Linked DNA regions of Nomascus leucogenys: region 1 is linked to region 2. A link is a contact called in public Hi-C data. All regions are on one chromosome and are shown on one strand. The core of a region is the stretch at or near the end of the contact, and the rest is flanking DNA. Distances in the headings are between cores, read along the strand shown. Region 1 holds the start of TMED4 (transmembrane emp24 domain-containing protein 4). Region 2 holds the start of LOC100593228 (histone H2A.V).

Region 1 (6,447 bases), core at 310-2,809, 260 kb after region 2:
GGATTGTATTTCAAAGTAACCAGAGAGATGAGGGAATGCTCACCTTTGTAGAAGAATCTCATCTTATAAATGCAGGAGAAATGAGAGCATTTCAAATCACCACTTTGCACACCTAAGGAACATCATAAATCTATACTAGGGTTTCTCAACCTGGGTACTACTGACATTTTGAGCTGGATAATTCTTTGCTGTAGGGGGGAGGTGTGCTCTGTGAATTATACAATGTTTAGCAGTATTCCTTGCGTTCATTTTCTAGATAGCAGCATTCCTTGCGTTCATTTTCTAGATAACAGCAGTACCACCCGCCACCCCCCACCCAGTTGCAACAATCCAGAATATCTCCAGACATTGTCAAATTTCCCCTTGGTAGGACAGGGCAGAATCAACCCTTGTTGAGAACCAGGGTCTAATGATCAGCAACGTTTGCTAGACGGTTAGAAGAAAGGCTGATGGTAAACTTCATGGATAATCAGGATGACAACCCCCAAATTGAAAGATGAATTACAATATTACTAAGAGACAAACCCGCCTTGTGCCTCAATGGAAGTACATAGTGCCAGCCATGAAGTGTTACTGCAAACAAAACAAAACAAAAAAAACCCAAACCTCAACATTACACCTAAACCTAACGAAGCCTCTAGCCAGGGGTAAATCCAAGCTTTGTGGGGCCTTAAACTATACAAATTTCACAGTCCTCTTTAAGAAGAAGATACAAAATTATAAATGTGAAATTAGGTACAGGGGTCTATGCAAGGGAGGGCCTGAAGATTAAGCTTCATTAGTTTCACTGTAAATCTCCCCTGACTCTAGAATTAACTGTGATTACAGGACATACCAGGGACAAAAAAACGTTAAATGACACCTGAAGATACATTCAGCAAAACCCAGAAAGTGGAAAATTCCATTGGTCAAATGACCCAGTTTCTTCAATAAGTAAATGCCATGAATAACAACAAAAAGGGGAAATTTTATATATGTGTATGTTGTTATATGGTTTTTTTTTTTGGGACACGGAGTCTCTCTCTCACCCAGGCTGGAGTGCAGTGGCACGATCTTGGCTCACTGCAACCTCTGCCTCCTGGGTTCAAGCGATTCTTCTGCCTCAGCCTCCCAAGTAGCTGGGACTACAGGTGAGCACCACCACACCCAGCTAATTTTTGTATTTTTAGTAGAGATAGGGTTTCACCATATTGGCCAGGCTGGTCTCGAACTCCTGACCTCGTGATCTGCCCACCTTGGCCTCCCAAAGTGCTGGGATTACAAGTGTGAGCCACTGTGCCTGGCCCTGTTTTTGTTTGTTTTGAGATAGAATCTCACTCTGTTGCCCAGGCTGGAGTGCAGTGACACCATCTCAGCCCACTGCAACCTCCACCTCGCTGATTCTAGCAATTCTCCTGCCTCAGCTTCACAAGTAGCTGGGATTACAGGTGTGCACCACCACACCTGGCTAATTTTTGTATTTTTAGTAGAGACAGGGTTTCACCATGTTGGCCAGGCTGGTCTCAAACTCCTGACCTCAAGTGATCCTTCCACCTCAGCCTCCCAAAGTGCTGGGATTACAGGCATGAGCCACTGTGCCCAGCCAGAATTGTTATATAAGAGACATATATTTCTATGAAATGCAGTAAGTAAACCTTGTTTGGACCCTAATTAAACAATCTAATGTACAAAATTTTTTAAGGCAATGGGGAAAATTAAACACATACTAGGTATTAAGTGATGTTAAATAATTTTTCAAATATTGGTGGGTGTGATAATAGTATAAAGTCCTTATCTGTTAGAGACACACACTGACGTATTTATAGGTGAAATGACATGATGTCCAGGATTTGCTTTAATATACAGCACTTCAAAAAAAATGCAGAAAGGGATACATGAAATGAGAAAGGCAGCAAACTGTTGTTGAAGTTGGATGATGAGTACAGTCCTCCGTTATTATCCGAGGGGGAAAATTCCTGGACCCTCACGGATACCAAAATCCAGGTATGCTCAAGTCCTTTATGAAAGTTCATTGTAATTGTTCTACTTATATAAAAGTTTCAAAATTCTGTTGATAAAGTATACTTTTAGTAGAGACGGGGGTTTCACCTTGTTGGCCCAGCTGGTCTCGAATTCCTAACCTCAGATGATCCACCAGCCTTGGCCGCCCAAAGTGCTGGCATTACAGGCGTGAGCCACGGCGCCCGCCCGGCCTTGATAAAAACAAAGTTTCAACCTTCCGTTGCTTTGATTCCATGCCCACTAAGTAACATTCTAGTTTGTTTTTCACTTTCAGAAGGGTGTGCTGTAACTAGGGGATGTAAACAAGCTCCATGACCCTACTTATTCCAAGTTTTTTTGTTTGTTTGTTTGTTTGTTTTGAGAGGGAGTCTCGCTCTTTCACCCAGGCTGGAGTGCAGTGGCGCGATCTCGGCTCACTGCAAGCTCCCCGCCTCCCGGGTTCACGCCATTCTCCTGCCTCAGCATCTCCGAGTAGCTGGGACTACAGGCGCCCGCCACCACGCCCGGCTAATTTTTTGTATTTTTAGTAGAGACGGGGTTTCACCGTGGTCTCGATCTCCTGACCTCGTGATCCGCCCGCCTCGGCCTCCCAAAGTGCTGGGATTACAAGCGTGAGCCACCGCGCCCGGCCTATTCCAAGTTTTTTTTAAAGAGAAGGTATCACCCTCGGTCGCCCAGGCTGGAGCCGATCACTGCTTAATGCATCCTCGACCTCCTGGGTTCAAGCGATTCTCCTGCCTCAGCCTCCCAAGTAGCTGAGACTACATGCGCACACCACCACACCGGTTAATTTTTTGTAGAGACGGGGGTTTCACCATGTTGCCCAGGCTGGTCTCGAACTCCTGGGCTCAAGGGATCCGTCCGCCTCAGCCTCCCAGAGTGCTGGGATTACACGTGCCAGCCACCGCGCCGGGCCCCAGCTTCTTAAAAGAATGATCCGAAACTATGGCAGCACTGGGCTTTTGGTCCCCACCGAAGAAATGTCCGCTCGCAGAGGGTCGCCGCGGCAGGCTCTCCCGACGTGACAGAGTGTGGGTCTGGATTCAGCCTCGGTTCTTACGAGTCAGATAGGTGGACACGCAAAGAAAAACATCACAGGGATTTTTGTATTTAGCACAGAAAACACTCGTGAGACCGAGCTGAGAACCCAAAAGGCACGCTTCAGGCCATCGTAGCCTCCAAGCCTGGCCAGATTCCGTCCACCGTCTCCTTGGTGCTCCGAGACCCAAATCGCTAACTGGGGCCTAGGGCGGGCGTGACCGCGCAGGCGCGCCTCCCCTGCGAGATATCGGAGGTAAGCTGTGGTGTAAGGGGTGAGAAATTAAGGGCGGACGTCACTGCGCATGCGCCCTCTGCCCTCGTTGCGGGGGTTGGCGGGCGCCGGGCTGTGTGAGGGGGCGGGGCGCGGCAGTGTTCGGTACGGATGGGGTTGCAGGAGACCGCGAGTGCATATCACTGCGCAGGCGTCCTCTTCCCCTAACTCTCAGGGTCGCTAGGGTGGCGCGCAGGCGCAGAGCGATGCGCAGATGTGCGCAGGCGCCTAGGGGGTGAGGCGCGATGGCAGGTGTCCGGGCTGGGCCTCTGCGGGCGATGGGGCGGCAGGCACTGCTGCTTCTCGCGCTGTGCGCCACAGGCGCCCGGGGGCTCTACTTCCACATCGGCGAGACTGAGAAGCGCTGTTTCATCGAGGAAATCCCCGACGAGACCATGGTCATCGGTCAGGCGGGCTGAGGGTGGGGAGGCCCTTTGTACCCAGCTCAACCCTCGGCGGCGCTCCCTCCTCCCGAGCCCAGCCGGATCGCTGGCCCCCCCAGTACCTAGCCTGAGGGTGCCCCGAGGACGCCAGGCCCCCTGCCTAGAGCTCCGGGCCGCACGTCGGAGGGGGCCGGGCGGAGAGGCGGCCCACTATGGCCGGTCGTGACTATGTGTCTGCCCCGCAGGCAACTATCGTACCCAGATGTGGGATAAGCAGAAGGAGGTCTTCCTGCCCTCGACCCCTGGCCTGGGCATGCACGTGGAAGTGAAGGACCCCGACGGCAAGGTAAGGCTGGCATTGGCCCACGCAGCCGTTCTTCAGTGGAGCTCCCGTGGGGTGTAAAGCACTGCCTGGTGGAGGCCTCAAGGGACAGGAGCTTGCACTTGGAGAGGCTGCGGTATAAAGGTGGGGCCTGCACTCATATATGTTGCAGGTGGTGCTGTCCCGGCAGTACGGCTCGGAGGGCCGCTTCACGTTCACCTCCCACACGCCCGGTGACCATCAAATCTGTCTGCACTCCAACTCTACCAGGATGGCGCTCTTCGCTGGTGGCAAACTGGTAAAAGGATTTTCTCTTTGGCGTCAGCTTAGAATCTCTTACTTGTTTCCAAATTTTGATTTATCATCATTGTGAAACTTTGTAGCACAGTCAGAATTGGGGAGACAGATGTTGCCTTCTGCTCCACAGCCAGGAACAATAGTGGGTTCCATACCCTGGAACAGACAACTGGAGACCCCACCACTCATACATTCCATGTTTCCTTGCAGCGTGTGCATCTCGACATCCAGGTTGGGGAGCATGCCAATAACTACCCTGAGATTGCTGCAAAAGATAAGCTGACGGAGCTACAGCTCCGCGCCCGCCAGTTGCTTGATCAGGTGGAACAGATTCAGAAGGAGCAGGATTACCAAAGGGTAAGTGCATATCTCCTTGTAATTGGAGAGGGCAGTTGACCTTTATACCCACTATACCTACTCAAGTTTCTGCTTGGGAGATCAGCTCTGCAGAGAATGGAATGAAAGGTATTGGTTTAGATAGGTTGTTTGTTTGTTTTTGAGACGGAGTTTCACTCTTGTTGCCCAGGCTGGAGTGCAATGCCATGATCTCAGCTCACTGCAACCTCCGCCTCCCCAGGTTCAAGCGATTCTCCTGCCTCAGCCTCCTGAGTAGCTGGGATTACAGGCAAATGCCACCATGCCTGGCTCATTTTGTACTTTTAGTAGAGACTAGGTTTCACCATGTTGGCCAGGCTGGTCTTGAACTCCTGACCTCAGGCAATCCACTGCCGCAGCCTCCCAAAGTGTTGGGATTACAGGTGTGAGCCACTGCACCCAGCAAATCTGTACTTATTATAATAACAGTAACTTCCCGTTTCCTTTTCTCCTGACACCCACCATTCTACTTTCTATCTCTATGATCCTGACTACCCTACCTCATATAAGCGGAATCATTCAGTATTTGTCCTTTTGTGACTGGCTTATTTCACTGAGTATAATGTTCTCACAGTTCATCCATGTTATAGCATGTGTCAGAATTTCTTTCCTTAAGGCTAATAATATTCCATTGTATGCATGTGCCACATTTCGCTTTCAGTAGTCATTTTTAAGCTCTATAAAATAAAGTGAAGAAAGGACAGTTCACAATCTAGTAATAGCCTTTGCCTACCTGTTTTTCTCGGAATCTTGTTGGAAATGGTAGGATCATGATTTCGGTCCCAACAGAGATGCTTGTGGAGGGACAGCCTGTCCCTTTCTTGGGGCAGCCTCAGTGGGGAGACCATAGCACTGCTAATGGAGTCACAGATAGTATTCCAAAAGGAGTTTGGCCCTGGAGTTGAGTAGTTACACGCAGGGAGGGACCTCACAACAGCCACACTGTTTCTCCTGCTCATTTAACCCTGTGTTGCCCCACACAGTATCGTGAAGAGCGCTTCCGACTGACGAGTGAGAGCACCAACCAGAGAGTCCTATGGTGGTCCATTGCTCAGACTGTCATCCTCATCCTCACTGGCATCTGGCAGATGCGTCACCTCAAGAGCTTCTTTGAGGCCAAGAAGCTGGTGTAGTGCCCTCTTTGTATGACCCTTCCTTTTTACCTCATTTATTTGGTACTTTCCCCACACAGTCCTTTATCCATCTGGATTTTTAGGGAAAAAAATGAAAAAGAGTAAGTCACATTGGTTCCATGGCCACAAACCATTCATATCAGCCACTTGCCGACCCTGGTTCTTAAGGACACAGGACATTAGTCCAATCTTTCAAAATCTGTCTTAGGGCTTGTGAGGAATCAGAACTAACCCAGGACTCAGTCCTGCTTCTTTTGCCTCAAGTGATTTTCCTCTGTTTTTCACTAAATAAGCAAATGAAAACTCTCTCCATTACCTTCTGCTCTCTCTTTGTCCACTTACGCAGTAGGTGACTGGCATGTGCCACAGAGCAGGCCCTGCCTCACTGTCTGCCGATCAGTTCTGGGTTCACTCAATGGCTTTGTGAATGTAAATAAGGGGTAGGTCTTGGCCCTAGAGGATTGAGATGTTTTTCTATATCTTAGAACTATTTTTGGATAAATTATATATTTTCCTTCCTAGTAGAAGTATTACTGCCTGTAACTAGCTCAAAACACCAATGCAGTTTCTGCATTCTGGGTTTTGTTTTTTGTTTTTTTGTTTTTTTTTTTGAGTTTTGCTCTT
Region 2 (7,450 bases), core at 715-3,214:
GGTATCTTGGTTATCTACAGGCTATGCGGTCTCAGGCAAATGACTAAGTTCACCTAAGCCCATTTCTTCAGTTATGAAATGAAGCTGGCTTTCCCAGAAAGCTCATGTTGTCCAGACTGTAATAGAGATCATCATGATAGGGTGATGGGCCTTTTTTATTTGTGGAAACAGGCCAGGCGCGGTGGCTCACACCTGTAATCCCAGCACTTTAGGAGGCTGAGGCAAGAGGATCACTTGAGGTCAGGGGTTCAAGACCAGCCTGGCCAACATGGTGAAACCCCATTTCTACTAAAAATACAAAAATTAGCGGGGGATGGTGGCGGGAGCCTGTAGTCCCAGCTACCCAGGAGGCTGAGGCAGGAGAATCGCTTGAACTCAGCAGGCAGAGGTTGCAGTGAGCCCAGATCACACCACTGCACTCCATCCAGCCTGGGCAACAGAGCGAGACTTCATCTCCAAAAGTAAACACATAATAAATTGTGGAAACACTGCGGAAGAAAAACGATCGTTGGAGAGCCTGTGCACTCACATACATCCTTTAATTTTTACAACAGCTTCCGGGGGAAGGCGATTCCACTTTAGAGCTCTTCTTCCTTTCTAGCTGGGAGTTACCCTCCAAATTTTAACCTAATGATGTAAGCAAAATAAACACACTTAAGAAGCTGAGAAAAGAAAAACAGCTCACAACAGTCTGAGCTCTGTGAGGTCTGCAAAATGTATTAGGCCTAGAGGGACATGAGCATGGGTCTTCGGTTATGCCCACCCCCTGACCCCACATACACACATACCCAATCCCATGCATACCCAATTGTTTAAAGTCATTTCATTCCTATCGGCCTCATCCATTACCTTTTTTTTTTTTTTTTTTTTTTTGACAGGGTACAGTCTGTCTCCCAAGCTGGAGTGCAGTGGTGCGATCATGACTCACTGCAGCCTCGACCTCCTGGGCTCAAGAGATCCTCCTGTCTCAGTCTTGACAGTAGCTGAGGATACAGGTCCGCGCCACCAAGCCGGCCCCATTATCTTCGTGTTCTTAGAATTTGTAATACACGCCGGGCGCGGTGGCTCACGCCTGTAATCCCAGTACTTTGGGAAGCAGAGGCGGGCAGATCACCTGAGGTCAGGAGTTCGAGACCAGCCTCAGCAACACGGAGAAACCCCCGTCTCTATTAAAAATACAAAGTTAGCTGGGCATTGGGGCGCGCGCCTGTAGTCCCAGGACTCCGTCTCTAAAAAACGAAAAAAGAATTTGTCATACAAATAACAATATGTAGCCAATTGATAGCTTATGTTTTTGTTTGTTTGTTTTGAGACGATGTGTCGCCCAGCTGGAGTGCAGTGGCGCGATCTCGGCTCACTGCAACCTCCGCCTCCCGGGTTCAAGCGATTCTCCCGCCTCAGCCTGCCGCGGACCTTGCCAGGGTCCGCGCTGAGAGGACGTCAGGGTAGTCAGTCCGCCAGAATACGGCTGAGCATGAGGGCTGCCTAACCTTGAAACCCAGCGCCCTCCTCATCCACACGTTCTATGACGAATAAATCCTCACAGTCTTTGTGAAAATCCACCAGGAGAAGCACGTCCAACAGTCTTTACCTCCCCAAACAAGTCTCAGAAGCGGGAAAACCAACGCCGCGAATGGGCGGGAAAGCCACACCGCTTGCAATCGCTTCGCCTCATTAGCTAATTTTGCTGTCCTTCCCAGTGGCCCGCCTCCCGTGCTCGCGGGCGATATTTTTATTGGCTTTCGGCTGTGAGGCGTCCAATCTCATTGGTTTGCTTTTCTGTTCGTCAGGCTTGGGCGCCTGGTTAAAGGCGGAGAGCGCGTCACTATTGGGGCTGGAGGCCCCGCCTCCGCGTGCCGTGTGCAAAAACAAACAGCCGTTAAGAAGGCGGTGCCGGGGGGGCGGGGTCTGGCTAGAAGGAGGCGCGCGATTGAACAGCCGCTGGGGTTCGAACCAGCAAGACAAGCGGGCATTGGCCACAGCAGCGCGAGGCGGGTACGGGGTATTGTCCGGCTCCGGCGGCGGCGGTCGGTGCTGCGAGAGCGGCGGCGGCGGCGCTGGTCGGCAGCGGGAGGGCGCGCGGCCGAGCGGAGGCAGAGTCGGCGCCGAGAACATGGTAAGGGTGGCCGGGTGGGCCGGGGGCACGGGGCCTGGGGCAGGGCTGGGGGAGCACAGCGCGGAGGCCCTGGCGTCGGCGCCGCTACCTGTGGAGTCGGGAGTTTGCTGGTGTCAGGGCTTCGTCCGGCCGAGCCCCTCGCCGCCCGCCGGGGGGCGCCATGTCCCGGCTGCGTTGCCCGACACGCGTCCCCGGGTGAGAGCTGGGCCTGGCCGGGTAGAGCGCGAAGTCTGTTCCGAGCCGGACAGATCTGTCCCGACGCTGGTGACGCTGCACCGCCCGTCTTAGAAGGAGGAGGACGGCAGAATCCGGCTTGGAAATGTAGAAACAAGTGCTGGATCTTAATGTGATCGCTCTTCTGTGTGAATGAGGTCAAACAGGCTGCCGCTGTACAAGTTAGATAAGTCTTTGGCGATGTTTCGTTACGTAATCTCCCTGGCAGTCAATTTGATGGTTTCTGCGAAAGGGTGCTTGTATTTGTGGTCTTTTGAGCGACAAAGAATGGTTTTATAGACCAGAACCACACGATTTGTTCTAGGTGATTGCACAGGTTAGAAATGAACGCCCGTTATCTTCTGAGCCCCTTGCAGTTTGCGGTTTTCATTATACAACAGTACTTTCCTTTGCCCTTGCTATGGATTTTCAGTCTTAAAGTATTCATCTTTTCATTCTGAAATTCAGATATAGGTAAGAAAAGTGTGGCTTTAAAAAAATGGAAGTGAATAGAACTTCAGCCCCATTTTAAAGTTGAGGGAAAAGAGAAAGTACTAAAGGATACGCTCTGAGTTGCATCAAAGATTGTGTAAAAATAATAAGACTGTTATGGAATCTTATTTTTGCCGGTATTCGTGCTTTAAGCATTCTGTTGAAAGGTTACTTCAACGGGAGCTACCTGCTTAAAAGTTAGCACCAGGCTGTCATTTATCATACTGCAGATAGTATTAGATGATTTGTCTTGTACTTAATGTGACAGATATGGTATTTAATAGACATAACACCTAACTATAAACAGATTGGCCAGTCGAGAGGACAGAATGTTTGGTTATTGTAAAATACCCAAATCTTAGAGCTGGAATAGACTTTAGGGATAATTGCTTCCAACGTCTAACGTATAGTTTATTGTTATTGTAAAATACCCAAATCTTAGAGCTGGAATAGACTTTAGGGATAATTGCTTCCAACGTCTAACGTATGGTTTATTGTTATTGTAAAGTACTTTATAGTACTTTAACAAACTGAGGTACAGCGTACATCTAATCTGTAAAAGGATTTGCTCAAACAGATGATTTTCGTGATTAGTTTTTTGTTGTTTTTTGGGTTGGTTTTTTTTTTTGGTTTTTTGTTGTTTTTTTTGAAACGGAGTCTCACTCTGTCGCCAGGCTGGAGTGCAATGGCGCGATCTCGGCTCACTGCAACCTCCGCCTCCCGGGTTCAATCGATGCTCCTGCCTGAGCCTCCCGAGTAGTAGCTACAGGCGTGCGCCACCACGCCCAGCTAATTTTTTGTATTTTTAGTAGAGATTGGGTTTCACCATGTTGGCCAGGATGGTCTCGATCTCTTGACCTAGTGATCCTCCCGCCTCGGCCTGACAAAGTGCTGGGATTACAGGCGTGAGCCACCGCGCACGGCCAATTCTAGTTTTTTAGATATTTTTCAGTCTCTAGTAATACGCTATATATTTTATATCCACTTACCAGTAGCTAAAAATACGTATTAACATAAGCTAAAAATGCAGGAGACATTGAGTTGTCGTTCTTGATAGATTTTAAACCTGAGAGGAAAGTAAGTAGATGTCTGTTAAAACTGACATGAAAGTGTCTTAGTACCCAGTTTGCAAGTTTATCCAAGTAAAATGAACTCCCTCTTCCTTCTCTCTCTCTCTGTCTCTCTGTGTGTGTGTGTGTGTGTGTGTGTGTGTGTGTGTGTGTGTGTAATTTTTTAAAACCAACAACCTTAACTCAGGTTAATACGAAGTCAATTCTTGGAATAAAAAAATTTAGATTTGGTTTCTCAAGCACCAATTATATTAAAATGAATGTTCAAAGTAGGGATATCGGAAAGAAAGTAATTATCCACTTACTGTATAATTTTATATTCAGATAAGTTTGATACCATAAAAGTTTTCTTTTGTTAAGTATGAGAAATGTATCAGGAGTCTCTAGATGTTGGAAATAGTCATTTAATTGATTGAGGCTTTTAAAACCTGACTGTATGTCTACTTCCTTAAAAAACAAATAGAACAGCAGATATGACATATCTGAAACAGTGAGGATAAAATTGCTTAAGCAGAGTAGTTATTATATGACCTGGGGAATTTTGTAGTTGTTGGCTTTTCATTAGTGACTAGTTCTTATTTTTTCCAATCCAGCCATAGGAAGACAGTGATTATAATTTTAGATGCCAGTTGGAGAGGTTTTTAAGTGTTATATATTAGGGCAAATAGAGATAAAAAAGGGTTTTTTATTTGAGAAGTAAGACTGTCTTGTTAGTGGAGCTGACCTCAAAAATCCAAAAATTGTATTTTTCTTATATAACAACATAGTCAAAAATTATTAAAATATATGAGGCATTCTGGTAGAAATCGATAGCGTCTCAGTTCTTACTGGTAAACTTAAATCAGTCTCTTGTTGAATTGCCTAATGTAAGAGAGTGAATTTGAATTAGTTCTTAGATTTTTATTTTTCCTGTTTCTAATACCTGCCAGGGTTTTACTGTTTTTCTTCCATATTATCTTGGGTGACACGCACTTAATCCATTTAGACGTGCAATTAGAGGAAGTATACAGGGGTAATTTTTAGCTTTAAAAAATTTTTAAGGAAAGGGTTAGCTACAAAGGGGATATGACATTTCAAAGCTTACCATCTGTTCTGAAAGAATAGCCCCTCAAACAGCCAATCTTGTAAACTGATTTCTTTTTTTTAACAGTAAAGAAATCTATTTAAACGGTAAAGGCAAAATATATGAGAAAAAATTAGTTTTCTTAAGTCAGACCCTTAGTATTTCCTCCCGAGAGGCAAATAACATTTCTAATTTATTGTGTCACCTACTAGAAATATATGTGTACACACATACTCTATAATACTCCATATTTACTTAAAAGCCCATTACATTGGCACATACTTTGCCTTTTTCATGCAAAAATAGGTTTTTTTAAGCGTACAGTTCAGTGGCATTAAGTACATTTATAGTGTGCAACCATCACTGCCTTCTGTCTCTAGAACTTTCTCATCTTCCCAAGTGGAAACTCTACCCGTTCAACAATAACTCGGCCAGGCGCGATGGCTCACGCCTGGAATCCCAGTACTTTGGGAGGGTAAGGCAGGCAGATCACTTGAGGTCAGGAGTTCAAGACCAGCCTGGCCAACATGCAGAAACCTTGTTGGTACTAAAAATACAAAAATTATCAGGGCGTGGTGGCACACACCTACACTACCAGCTACTTAGGAGGCTGAGGCAGGAGAATCACTTGAACCCAGGAGGCAGCTACCCCTTGCAACCATAAATCTGCTTTCTGACCATGAACTTTACTATTTTAGGGACCTCATAAGTAGAATCATACAGTATTTGTCTTTTTTGTAACTGGCTTATTTTCCTTAGCATAATGTCCTCAAGGCCCATTCATGTCATAGCTTGTGTCAGAATTTCCTTTTTAAAGCTGAATACTATTCCATTATATGTATCATTTTGTTCATCCACCATTGGACACTCAAGATTGTTTCTACCTTTTGGCTATTCTGAATCATGCTTCTGTGAACATGGGTGTACATGTATTTGTTTCAATCCTTGCTTTCAATTTTTAGGTGTATACCCAGAAGTGGAATTGCTAGACTATATGACAATTCTGTGTTTAATTTTTTGAGGGTTTTTTTTTCTTGGAACATGCTTTATTTTTCTGAGAGCTAAGTTCTAAGTATTTCTGTGGAAGTAATATATGTTACATTGACATTAATAAAAATTGTGAAATATTTCATGTACGCATAAAATTTATATTGACTTGCAAGATTCTTCAATCTGGAAGTTGATAAATATGTTCGTTTTTAGAAATCTCATATTTTTCAGCCTGGCACTGTGGCTTATGCCTGTAATCCCAACACTTTGGGAGGCCAAGGCAGGCGGATCACTTGAGGTCAGGAGTTCAAGACCAGCTCGGCCAACATAGTGAAACCCCATCTCTACTAAAAATACAAAAATTAGCCATGTGTTGTGGCACGTGCCTGTAATCTCAGCTACTCAGGAGGCTGAGGCAGGAGAATTGCTTGAGCCCGGGAGGCAGAGTTTGCAGTGAGCCAAGATCACACCACTGCACTCCAGCCTGAACAACAGAGCTAGACTCTGTTGAAAAAAGAAAAATCTCATATTTTAAATAAGTGTTTAAGGTTTGACTTCTTTGATAGAAATTATAAACGGTGATAGAATCCCATGTATTCTTAATACATGTTGTTAATTACCTAAAGTAAAACTAGAAGAAATTCTGTTTCCAGAATATTTTTGAAGTAGTATTTTCAACGCTTTTCATTTAAAAATTTTTTTTTTTTGCATTTAGGCTGGAGGCAAAGCTGGAAAGGACAGTGGGAAGGCCAAGGCTAAGGCAGTATCTCGCTCACAGAGAGCTGGGCTACAGGTAATGAATCCATGCTGTCATTACATTATTATTTTCTTTACTGTTGTAATTTATGACCTATGTTTCATCAATTACAAAAATCTACTTGTATTACTACAAACTTTTTTTTTTTTTGAGACAGAGTCTCGCTCTGTTGCCAGGCTGGGGTGCAGTGGCGCGATCTCAGTTCACTGCAACCTCTCCCTCCTGGATTCAAGCGATTCTCCTGCCTCAGCCTCCCGCGTAGCTGGGACTACAGGCGTGCGCCACCATGCCCAGCTAGTTTTTGTATTTTTAGTAGAGATGGGGTTTCACCATGTCGGCCAGGATGGTCTCAATCTCTTGACCTCGTGATCCGCCCGCCTCAGCCTCCCAGAGTGCTGGAATTACAGGCGTGAGCCACCGCACCTGGCCAAGAAACCCTTTTAATGAGGAAGGCCAAACTGTAAACTATTATCCTCTTGGCAGTGCTAAGCCATTGTTTGAGCAAGAGGACAACATGATCCAGATGATACTGAAAGAAGGGGGATGGGAACTTATACTGATGTGCACATTCTGTATTTTAGGTCTCTATGTATATTCCCAATTAGAATTTATTTTAAGGCATACTTAATTTGAAGTAGAAAATGGAAGGCCAATGGAGGTTATTGCAGTGGTTTAGGAATAAAGTAACGTACTTGAGTGGGAAGGAGTAGAAAGCATGTGTGTGCAGAAAATAGGTGAAGCAGTATAAG

What was found. Hi-C and Micro-C count contacts between places; a contact is called where the count stands out from the background.
Region 1: a contact with region 2 is called in a Hi-C map of a lymphoblastoid cell line, with 5 times the contacts expected there. The contact joins the promoter of TMED4 here to the promoter of LOC100593228 in region 2. A contact is called at or near these places in 2 of 4 Hi-C or Micro-C datasets (a lymphoblastoid cell line and an unstated tissue).

What each region holds. Positions count from the first base shown.
Region 1 is chr17:60,870,697-60,877,143 of Asia_NLE_v1, forward strand. It overlaps TMED4 (transmembrane emp24 domain-containing protein 4), which reads left to right and starts at 1,560. Exons shown (of 6, transcript XM_030795689.1): 1 at 1,560-1,983; 2 at 3,116-3,295; 3 at 3,942-4,042; 4 at 4,191-4,316; 5 at 4,526-4,672. The coding sequence starts at 3,959.
Region 2 is chr17:60,608,855-60,616,304 of Asia_NLE_v1, forward strand. LOC100593228 (histone H2A.V) reads left to right here and starts at 1,965. Exons shown (of 5, transcript XM_012496760.2): 1 at 1,965-2,116; 2 at 6,660-6,737. The coding sequence starts at 2,114.